Regions from separate parts of the Sus scrofa genome. Here region 1 is linked to region 2. Evidence: chromatin contacts called from public Hi-C data. All regions are on one chromosome and are shown on one strand. The core of a region is the stretch at or near the end of the contact, and the rest is flanking DNA. Distances in the headings are between cores, read along the strand shown. Region 1 has its middle 87 kb from the start of TOB1. Region 2 holds the start of WFIKKN2 (WAP, Kazal, immunoglobulin, Kunitz and NTR domain-containing protein 2).

Region 1 (4,583 bases), core at 60-2,559, 110 kb after region 2:
CATTTCCCAAAGCAAGACCAGATGATCCGCTGTCTTCATCCGGGGGCTGTGTGAAGGCTGCTCCCCACACTCCCCTCCTGCAAATATTGGGGTCTGGGTGGTGGGAAGATATAAAGACGCAAAAGTAACTGCCGCAGAGAGCTGGAGACAGGTGCCAGGAGGGGTCCCTCCTGCCCTTGGCACTGGGCCAGCAGAGGAGCAGAAGGAAGCAGCAACTCCTGGAATATAACCCATTGACCGGGCACCCAGTGCCAGCTGTTGCCAGGTTCTCATCTGCTTGTGGCAAAATGAGAAACATAAGGACATTGTGAGGTTTTCATGAAGCTGGACTCAGTCTGAAGGAATGTGCTCTTACCTGAGCTGTGAATTCTTGTCCGTGTGTGCTTGTCCGTGTGTTTAAAAGGACTTTTCTGAGTTCCCGTTGGCTTAGCGGAAACGAATCTGACTAGGAACCAGGAGGTTGTGGGTTTGATCCCTGGCCTTGCTCAGTGGGTTAAGGATCCGGCGTTGCCGTGAGCTGTGGTGTAGGCTCGAATCCCCAGTTGCTGTGGCTGTGGTGTAGGCTGGCAGCTGTAGCTCTGATTCGACCCCTAGCCTGGGAACCTCCATACGCCATGGGTGCAGCCCTAAAAAGAGAAAATAAAATAAAATAAGATAAAATAAAAGGACTTTTCCTTTGACATTTCCTCCTAATGTCCTTAACTCGGCAAAATGAAGAAACGGTGACCATGTCAGGCCCTATATTGTTTCTTTGGAAACGTTAGTGAGCTGAGAAATCCAAAGATGCTAGTTCCTGGGGGGACCTGGCGCAGAAGTTGTTTTTTAATTGAGGGGGGATATCGGAACAGCTGGAAAAACCCACGGAGAGAAGGGGTTGGGTGGGGTTCCTGCCCAGACTCAGCCCCACAGTCCCAGACCCCAGGCATCCCCAGGAAACCTGAGCAGAGGGAACATTTGAGTACAGGGAATTCTGAGAAAGGCCTCAGGGCCAGCGCTCCATGCCACACGCCCTCAGCCTCTTCTGTGACCCAGAGCCAGGCGCAAATGTTCCCTTAAACCTAACCTCCTGCCTTCCCCAGCCCCCACAAGGCTGGTTCTAAAATAGCCTAGGCCCTAGGAGGAGACGTCATGGGTCAGGCTGGCTGCCTGCCCCTCAAGAGGGCACGTTGGTAATGCCAAGGCCAAATATAGAGAGACACGGGACACCAATGGGGGACTCAGGGCCTGGGGAGCCGCGCCCTCTTCCAGGTGCCTACCCTTCCCCCACCTGTTCTGAGCTCTGCACCCCCTAAGCCTGGGCAGCCGGGAGGCACCGCTTGCTGGCCTGGCTGTGGCCCGGGGACATGTCCCAACAAGTCCTGAGCAAAGCTGGAGGTGGCCCAAGGGGGTGCCAGGCCTGGTCTGGGTGTGAGCTTGGGGACACCGCCTCCGTCTGGGGGTCTCTAGGTGCTTTTATAAGCGTCGCCTCCCACGGGCTGCCCCCTCGATCAGGAGGCTCAGGAGACAGGAGGAGCCTCCCAGGCGGAAGCACTCCTGCCCTCTTTTCTTCCCAGCTTCCCAAGGAGACCAAGGCCATAAAGCCGGGGGCGGGAGGCTGGGAAGAGGGCAAGCAGCCAGGCCAAACCCCAATAAACTGCTGGTTCAATCGAACTGCAAATAATCAGGCCTGATCACCAAGGTTACCTCCGCCCTCCACTCCCGGGAATTAAAAGTCAAAGGGCAGAGCTGCTGACGCAAATGTCAGGGGAGACAGGAGGTTTGGAACAGCTGGGATCCTGCTCCCTGGCTCCGCCGCCCCAGAGCCTTGAACACGGCATCCCCCAGGCCAGGCCCCCAGAGCCCGGTGTGCACTCGGGGAAGGGGGCTGCGCTGCCTCTCCTTCCTGGTTCCAAGGTCAACGGTATCTGATTGGAGGTTAATGAGAAATTCCCGAGACGTGGCGTGGCTGATGCCTGGGGGACGGGGAGAAGCAGCAGCTCAGCGTCTCATAAGCCTCTCTCCTCCCACCCCTAAACAGAAGGAAGAAGCCTCCATCCTCCCTGTGGGGGCTGGGGGGGCTGGCTCCCTGAAACTCTCTGTGTGCCCCCCAAGTCCACCCTATGGTGGGCACGCCCTGGGCAGCTGCGCTGTGTTGGGTGCACCAGTGGTGACCCCCAGTGGCCAGTGTGGGACTTAAACTTGGGCGACTGCAGACCCAACACTGAACCTCAGCCCAGGGCAATGGCTGGGAAATGTGAGCTGTGCAAGATTTAGGAATTTGATTTTGTTTTTTTTTTTTTTTTTTTTTTTTTTTTTTTTTTTTTGTCTTTTTGTCTTTTGTTGTTGTTGCTATTTTTGGCCCTCCCGGCATATGGAGTTCCAGGCTAGGGTTCAATCGGAGCTGTAGCCACCAGCCCACGCCAAGCCACAGCAACGCAGGATCGAGCCGCGTCTGCAACCTACACCACAGCTCACGCAACGCCGGATCGTACCCACTGAGCAAGGCAGGACCGAACCCGCAACCTCATGGTTCCTAGTCGATTCGTTAACCACTGCGCCACGACGGGAACTCCGGGAATTTGATTTTGGATAACAGGGCTGTTGGCATTTGGAGGTATTTTGGGATGTGCTGATTTTTCCTAATTGAACTGTGGCTGGATCTCAGCCTAAAGGTCCTACTGTTGGCAAATCGGCTTCAACGTGTCCAAGAATGCACTCCTGTTAGCCCTGCTCCTCCTCCTGACTTCCCCGTTTCTATTAATAGCACTGCCACCCTTCCAAGCCTTCAGGCTCCCAACCGTGGAGTGGAGTCATCGTCCATCTCTTCCTGCCCTGGGCTGGGTGCCTGGTCCTGCCCCTCCTTGCTCTGCCGGCCACTCTTAAAGCCCCCTCATGGCCTCTGCCCCAGTGAGTCTAGTCAGCCGGCCTCTCGCCTTGAGCTACTGCCAGTGTCAACAATGCTGCTGGGTCAGACGTGCGGATGTGACCAGACCTCCACTTACTTGGTGTGTGACCTTGGGCAAGGCACTTGCCTTCTCAGTGCTCAGCTTCCTCAGCTGTAAAATGCGGATAATAATTACGGTTCCCATTCATGGAGCATTGCAGGAATTAATGCAGATTTGGGTAGTTCCCATTCTGGCTCAGTGGAACGAATCTGACTCGCATCCATGAGGACACAGGTTTGATCCCTGGCCTCGCTGCTCAGTGGGTTAAGGATCTGGCGTTGCCGTGAGCTGTGGTGTAGGTTGCAGATGCGGCTCAGATTCCGAGCTGCTGTGACTCTGGTGCAGGCCAGTGGCTGCTGCTCTGATTTGACCCCTAGCCTGGGACTCGCCATATGCCATGGGTGTGGCCCTAAAAAGATTAAAAAAAAAGCGTATGAATTATTAGAGATCATCTATCCAGCCCAACTCCTCCAGTTTAAACAAGTAAATTCACTGCTCATTTCAGTAGCACATATACTAAAAAATTGGAGTGATACAGAGAATGGCGTGGCCCCTGGGCAAGGATGATGTGCAAATTCGTGATGCATTCCATATCAAAAACAAAACAAAAAGTAAAGAGAGGCCCAGGGAGTTCCCTTCGTGACTCAGAGGTTAACAAATCCAACTAGGATCCATGAGGATGCAGGTTTGATCTTTGGTCTTGCTCAGTGGGCTAAGGATCCTGCGTTGCCCTGAGCTGTGGTGTAGGTCGCAGATGCTGCTCGGATCCTGAGATCCTGTGGCTGTGGTGTAGGCTGGCAGCTGTAGCTCCAATTTGACCCTTAGCCTGGGAACTTCCATATGCCGTGGGTGCGGCCCTAAAAAGCAAAAAAAAAAAAAGAGAGACAGAGAGAGGCCCTGAGGCTTCCCTCAGAGCTGCCTTGAAGGTTAAGGGAAGCAACACAAGTAAAGAACCCAGGACTGACTGGGCCTAGCACATGCTCCCTGTCTGTAAGGAGCCTTTCTTTGTCGAGGTCTTTTCTGGGCCTGGGAGACCCTTGCTGGTGGGCAGAAGTGAAGTGGGCACATATTCTGATCATCACATGAGAAGTGATTTTTTCTGAATTGACCTGGGTGTTTTCTGTCCCATCTGGCCTGAGGCGGAGTTTCTGGAACAAGCTGGTCCTCACTTGCTACCTCTTTCAACCTGGAGAAAGCGGCCTCTGGAAGGAGATGCCCACTGCCTCGGCAAGTGAGTTGTGTGGGCGAGGCACTCACCATTCTGCACCTCTCGGTCCTGGGTCTTGTCAGGTCTCCCCGTGATCCACACACCCAACCCTTTAGTTCAAATCTGTGAGTCCAGGAAAAAAAAAAAAAAAAAAAAATCACAAAAAACAAAAAACCATCTCCTCCAAGCTGTGCTCAGACCTCGTAGATAGCCTTAGGCAGGGAGGAAGATTTGTTTAGGAGCAGCCCTGCACAGAGGCAGGGGGATGGCTGGTGTGAAGCCGAGTCAGGGATCTGGCAAGCGCTCCCAGCCACTCACCTCAGCCCGCACCAGGCTCTCCTTCAGCCGCAGAAGCTGTGGGGTCAAGGGTCTTCTCTACAAAAATCTGTCCCAAATAAGACATCGCCTTCGCCTGCGGGATCGGGCTGAGAATCCGGATCAGAATCCGCACA
Region 2 (4,931 bases), core at 1,500-3,999:
CTTTCCGTGGACAAGGACTGCTGTCTATCTCTATGTCCCCACAACTTAGCACATAGTAGGTGATTTAAAAAAAATCAAGTAGGAGTTCCTGTCGTGGCTCAGTGGTTAACGAATCCGACTAAGAACCATGAGGTTGCAGGTTCAATCCCTGCCCTTGCTCAGTGGGTTCAGGATCCAGCGTGGCCGTGAGCTGTGGTATAGGTTGCAGATGTGGCTCGGATCCCACGTTGCTGTGGCTCTGGCGTAGGCCAGTGGCTACGGCTCCGATTCGACCCCTAGCCTGGGAACCTCCATATGCCATGGGAGTGGCTCTAGAAGAGGCAAAAAAGACAAAAAAAAAAAAAAAAAAAAAAGAAATTAAAAAAAAAGTCAAGTAGGGAGACAGGGAGGAGACTCTGCAAGAGGTAAGAGGTTTGGTCTTGCATGAGGGATGTGGCATCTGAGAGGCTGGCGTGATGTCCCCATGGGTCTCCAGGTGTCTCCACATTTATGGCTGATGTCTCTGGAGGGGGATGACCCGGCCCACTTAGGAAACAGTGTCAGCTGTGTTATCCTGTCAAGGCTCTAATCGTTCAGGCGTTGTTCTGCTAACAGTGAACCTGAGGTCAAAGGTCACCCTGAGTTCACTGTCCTGGGTGACTTCTGGCCGGCTGCACCTAGAGTAGGCCTTGAACCCATCCTGGAGGGTGTGACGGGTCCATGGCCCCTCTGCCCTCCGACAGCGGTGGGTCTCTTCTGAGATGAGGTCAGGACCCGGGCCTCTTTCAGACCCATCCAGCCCATCTCCATTCTACAGAGGCCCGGGTTGGTGGGGAGAGGCAGCTGAGCCCTCCTCTGGCCCCCGGGAGTTGGTGAGCGTGGGGTTCCCTGCCACCCTCCAGGGAGGAGTGCGAGGGGGACAGAGTCAGACGGAGCCAGATCCCAGGACCGTGGGAGGGAGGGCTGAGGAGGAGGGGACTTCAAAGCGCTCCCGCAACAGCTTATAAACAAGCTGGGCTGGTGGGGCGGCCAGCGGGGGCCTTTTGGAGGGGCCGGAAGCTGGCCCGGGGGGTGGTGTGTGTGTGTGTGTGAAGAGCCCAGGACAGGGGTCAGGGAGGGGAGATCCGTGAGCCCCAGGACCCCGAGCAGCCCACTTAGCTGTTCTGTGACTCGATTTCCTCCCGTCCACCCTGAGCTCCCTCTGGGGCTGGCGTGAGGGTCAGCATGACGCAGTGGGTGAAAGCGCTGTGTGGGCGCCAAGCCCTGATCAGATGTTATTTATTATTCTGAGCTGTGTTTTGGTGGGAGACTTGGAAGGGCTGAGAGGGAGAGCGTTGTAGGGCCCCTTCTTCCCCAGTGCTGTTTTGAGAGTTCTCAGCAGAATGGCCAGGAGTGGGGCCCGGCCAGGGAGAGGCCCACGGCTCCCTCTCCACAGGACAGAGCGGGCGGAGGAGCAGGGGGCGGGATGGACGAGCATCTCTGCTTTTCCCACCACCCCTCCCCCTGCTCTGTGCCCCTCCCCGCTCCCCCCTCAGGGGTCCCAAGCGACTCCCCAGAAATCAACCTCCTCTCCCCGGATACTTGTCCTCCAGCCATGGGGCTGTGACAATTTTTCTAAGTGCTGCTCAGAAATGTGTCACTGTCCATTTCCCTTTATGCTATCAAAGGAGGCTGCACACCCCGCGTTCATCTAGCACTGTGCAGAGGCCCGGCTCTGAGCAGCTGGAACATGGGTTTATGAAATTACAGGGAATTCAAAGCAGCCGGCGTCGCCCGCTGTCTGGCTTCATTACTGGGATCGGCCTCGGAGGGAAGTTTATTCCAATAATTTAGGGGATTAGGATCTGACACCCTTCATTAGCTCTTTGACAGAAGCAGAAAAGACAGATCTTGCAGAAGGACCCACACGACAGGAAGGAATTGGCTCAGGCGGGAAGGAGGCAACACACCGCCTGCGAGGAAGAGGCCAAGGCTGCAGGCTGGAGAGAGGGGCGCTGCCCTTTCACAGGCCAACCGGAGGCTGAAGTCTAGCCCCAAGCGGAGAGTGGGCCTGGGCTCAGCACTCAGTGTCCCTGTCTGTGAAATGATTTTATGTTCCTGGACGACAGCAGCTCCCCCAGCCCTTTGCCGTCTGGCCTTGAAAAGGTACCTCTCTCTTCCAGGGAGCTGTCTCCCCACCACCCCTCAACCCCTGGGGATGGAGTGACCAACACAAAGCCACATCCCACTCACTTTTCTTGGCACTTTGGATATGAGCCATTTCCTGCCACATGGGAGAGAAATCGCCCCCACCCCCCCGGCAGCTTCTGGCTCTTCACCTGGCTCCTTGACAAATATAGCCCTTGATGTTGCCCAAATTTTGTATCCGGCCTGTAAAGGCCAGAGCTGGGGCTGCGCCTTGATGGCAGTTTTGATAGCTGGCTGGGGAGGGGTGCTTTGCAAAGGCCCCGCTAGCTGGGGTGCCTGCATTAATCGTAGGGTTGTGTAGCTGTGTGACATGGGGCAAGTGGCTTAGCCTCTCTGTGTGTCTTTTCCTCAAATCTAAAATGAAGGTAGCATTTGTCGTGAGGATGAACTGAGACGATGCACACAGCCTGGCACATGTTACAACCCCAGGAAATATCAGCAATGCATAGTCCTCCCGCTGCTCCCAAGAGGTGACTTTCTTCTCCGTAGAGTGGGGGCCCTGAGAGCTGACCGGCACTCCCTGAGCGCAGCCTTCGTGGTCACTAGCGAGGCGGCTCGGCTGCCCAGTGCCGTCCGGAGCCACTGTGACCACGTAGATTCTCTTGGAGCTGCAAGTGTGTCAGTCGAGGAGCGGGAATGTGATACGTCCCGGAGCCGGGGGAGCCGGAGCATATCTGGTATGTGTCTCTGGAATGATTTGGGGAAAATTCATCGAAGTTGGAACTTGAGCCGCAAACGGGCCGGGACAGAGAGATAGGGAGCTGTCCGCGCGCCCCCCACCCAGGGACCTGGTGCCGGGGCGGGAGTCGGCTTACACAGCACAGGCTGCTCAGGCCCGCCCTGGAATGGCCGTGAACTTGTTGTTTTTCCACGTCAGTTGCTCTCAGATGTACTATCAGGCCGGCGATGCTAACCCTGCGGCGGCAGGTCCCTCCTTGTAACAAGCGAGTGTGTGTTCTTCGGAGGTGGCCAAGGGGAGGAGGGGGCCCGCGAGAGGTGGGGGGAAGGGAAGCAAGCCTCTGCGTACAGTGAGCTTGCGTGTCCCGGAGCCAGCTCCCCCCCAAAGCACATGCCATTTCTGGCCCCCGAAGGGGTTAAAGGCCTCCTGGAGTCAAAAACAAGCAGGTGTCCCACCGTGCCAGATACGCCGCCTAAACTGCTTCCAGCTTTTTTTTTCCTCTTCTGCAACAAGTCTGTGATTAGCCACAGGACAGAGAAGCCAGCAGCCTGCCTGTGACAGGCGTCAGGTTAGCTCGCTCCCACTCGGGTGGCGCGCCCAGGACATAAATCCAGGCTCGGGCCCCTGTGCGGCTCCTCTTCCTGCACCCCCCGGAGAGGGAGCTCCCTTTATCTGAGGCCGCACAGCCTGGAGGGCTCCGCTGGCTGGGTGGAGGCAGCCGCAGCCCCAGCAGCAGCGAGGAGGCCTGCTGGGGTGGGCAGGGCAGGTGTCTGCAGCCCCCGAGGAGCAGAAGGCCCTGGGGGCCCCCCCCGCCCTGGCCTCGTCTCAGGGGAGGTCTCTGGCTGCCTCAGACCGCACCATGTGGGCCCCGGGGCGCCGCCAGTCCCCCGCTGGGGGCAGGTGGCAGCACTGCTGGGGGCAGGTGGCAGCACTGCTGCTGCTGCTGCTTGGGGTACCCCCGAGAGGCCTGGCACTGCCACCCATCCGGTATTCTCATGCTGGCATCTGCCCCAACGACATGAACCCCAACCTCTGGGTGGACGCCCAGAGCACCTGCAAGCGGGAGTGTGAGACAGACCAGGTGAGTGCGAATCTGGAAGCCTGAGATGGGCCGAGTGGGCTTGTTTGTGAGTGAGAGTGAACGCTGGGTGCTGGGGTTGACTCGGGTCTGTGCAGCAACCGGGGTCCCAGGCCATGGAGATAAATAGGGTGTGATGCCCGTCAAACTTCGAAGGGGCCCGGAAGATGAGGTGGGAGTGGTGTCTGAGTTTTTCAGTGACTGAGAATCCTCGGATTCCTGGTCTCAGGTCTGCTGAGAGCTGCTCTGAGCTAGCTCTGTGCCAGGCACATCAGACAGACTGCTACGACCCATCTGCCCGTCGACAGGTAAGAGTGGAACTCAGGAGGCTGCAGTGAGCAGCACAAGGCTCCATGGCTGGGGGAGAGGGGGGGAGGTGGGGTGGGGTGCCTGGACCCCGTATCTGTCTGGCCACAAAGCTTGGGCGTCATCCGATGCCAGGCCACCTCCCCGGGGGTTCAGACCCTGACCCTGAGATCAGACCAGGCTGATGGGAATGGTGGGCATGAGTGGATCCAAATAGACTCTCTGGGTGTCCCTGGGAGGGAAGTGGCCTAAATTTCCACCTGCCAGAGTCCTCTGTCCTCCCTTCTGCTCTCATCAGAGTTCTTACAGTGCTCAGGGCAGCACTGGTTCTGAAGCCAAGCTCTCCCAGCTCCTGAGCCCAGGGGCTGTTCCCGCCACTTCCCCTGGGTTACCTGGCACCTGCCTGGGCAGAAGTACTTCCTGTCAGTCTGGCAGCTCTGGGGGCTCTGGCTGTACTGGGCATCACCAGGGAACGTGAGAGACCCCAGTGTTCCCTCTGCCAAACGCATGCGTCCTACGGGATGAGGGCTTCCCCTGGAGAGAGTGGCCTCTCCCTCACACTGAGTGCCCAGGGGACAGTCCTCAGGCTTCTCACTGGCAGGGAGCAATGGGGCACCGCAGGGAAGGGCGATAAGGACTGGGGAGGGTGGCAGAGCCTTCCCATCTGGCTGAGGTCATGCTGTTACCTGGCTACACTGGCTG

What was found. A called contact is a pair of places that touch in the nucleus more often than the background predicts.
Region 1: a contact with region 2 is called in a Hi-C map of omental adipose tissue, with 1.8 times the contacts expected there. The contact joins the enhancer-like site here to the promoter of WFIKKN2 in region 2. A contact is called at or near these places in 1 of 5 promoter capture datasets (liver), 13 of 47 Hi-C or Micro-C datasets (brain, embryonic fibroblasts, epiblast stem cells and 7 more) and 2 of 2 datasets of contacts at active chromatin or transcription factors (alveolar macrophages and skeletal muscle).

What each region holds. Positions count from the first base shown.
Region 1 is chr12:27,204,747-27,209,329 of Sscrofa11.1, forward strand. No RefSeq gene overlaps it. Among named protein-coding and RNA genes, the nearest start is that of TOB1, 87 kb to the left of the region's middle. Within about 2 kb of position 1,310, at least 51 of the 83 cell types and tissues checked have an H3K27ac peak or open chromatin away from gene starts, as enhancers often do. A contact at or near this core is called in alveolar macrophages, embryonic fibroblasts, epiblast stem cells and 6 more, where this site is marked.
Region 2 is chr12:27,090,492-27,095,422 of Sscrofa11.1, forward strand. WFIKKN2 (WAP, Kazal, immunoglobulin, Kunitz and NTR domain-containing protein 2) reads left to right here and starts at 2,750. Exons shown (of 2, transcript XM_013981059.2): 1 at 2,750-2,843.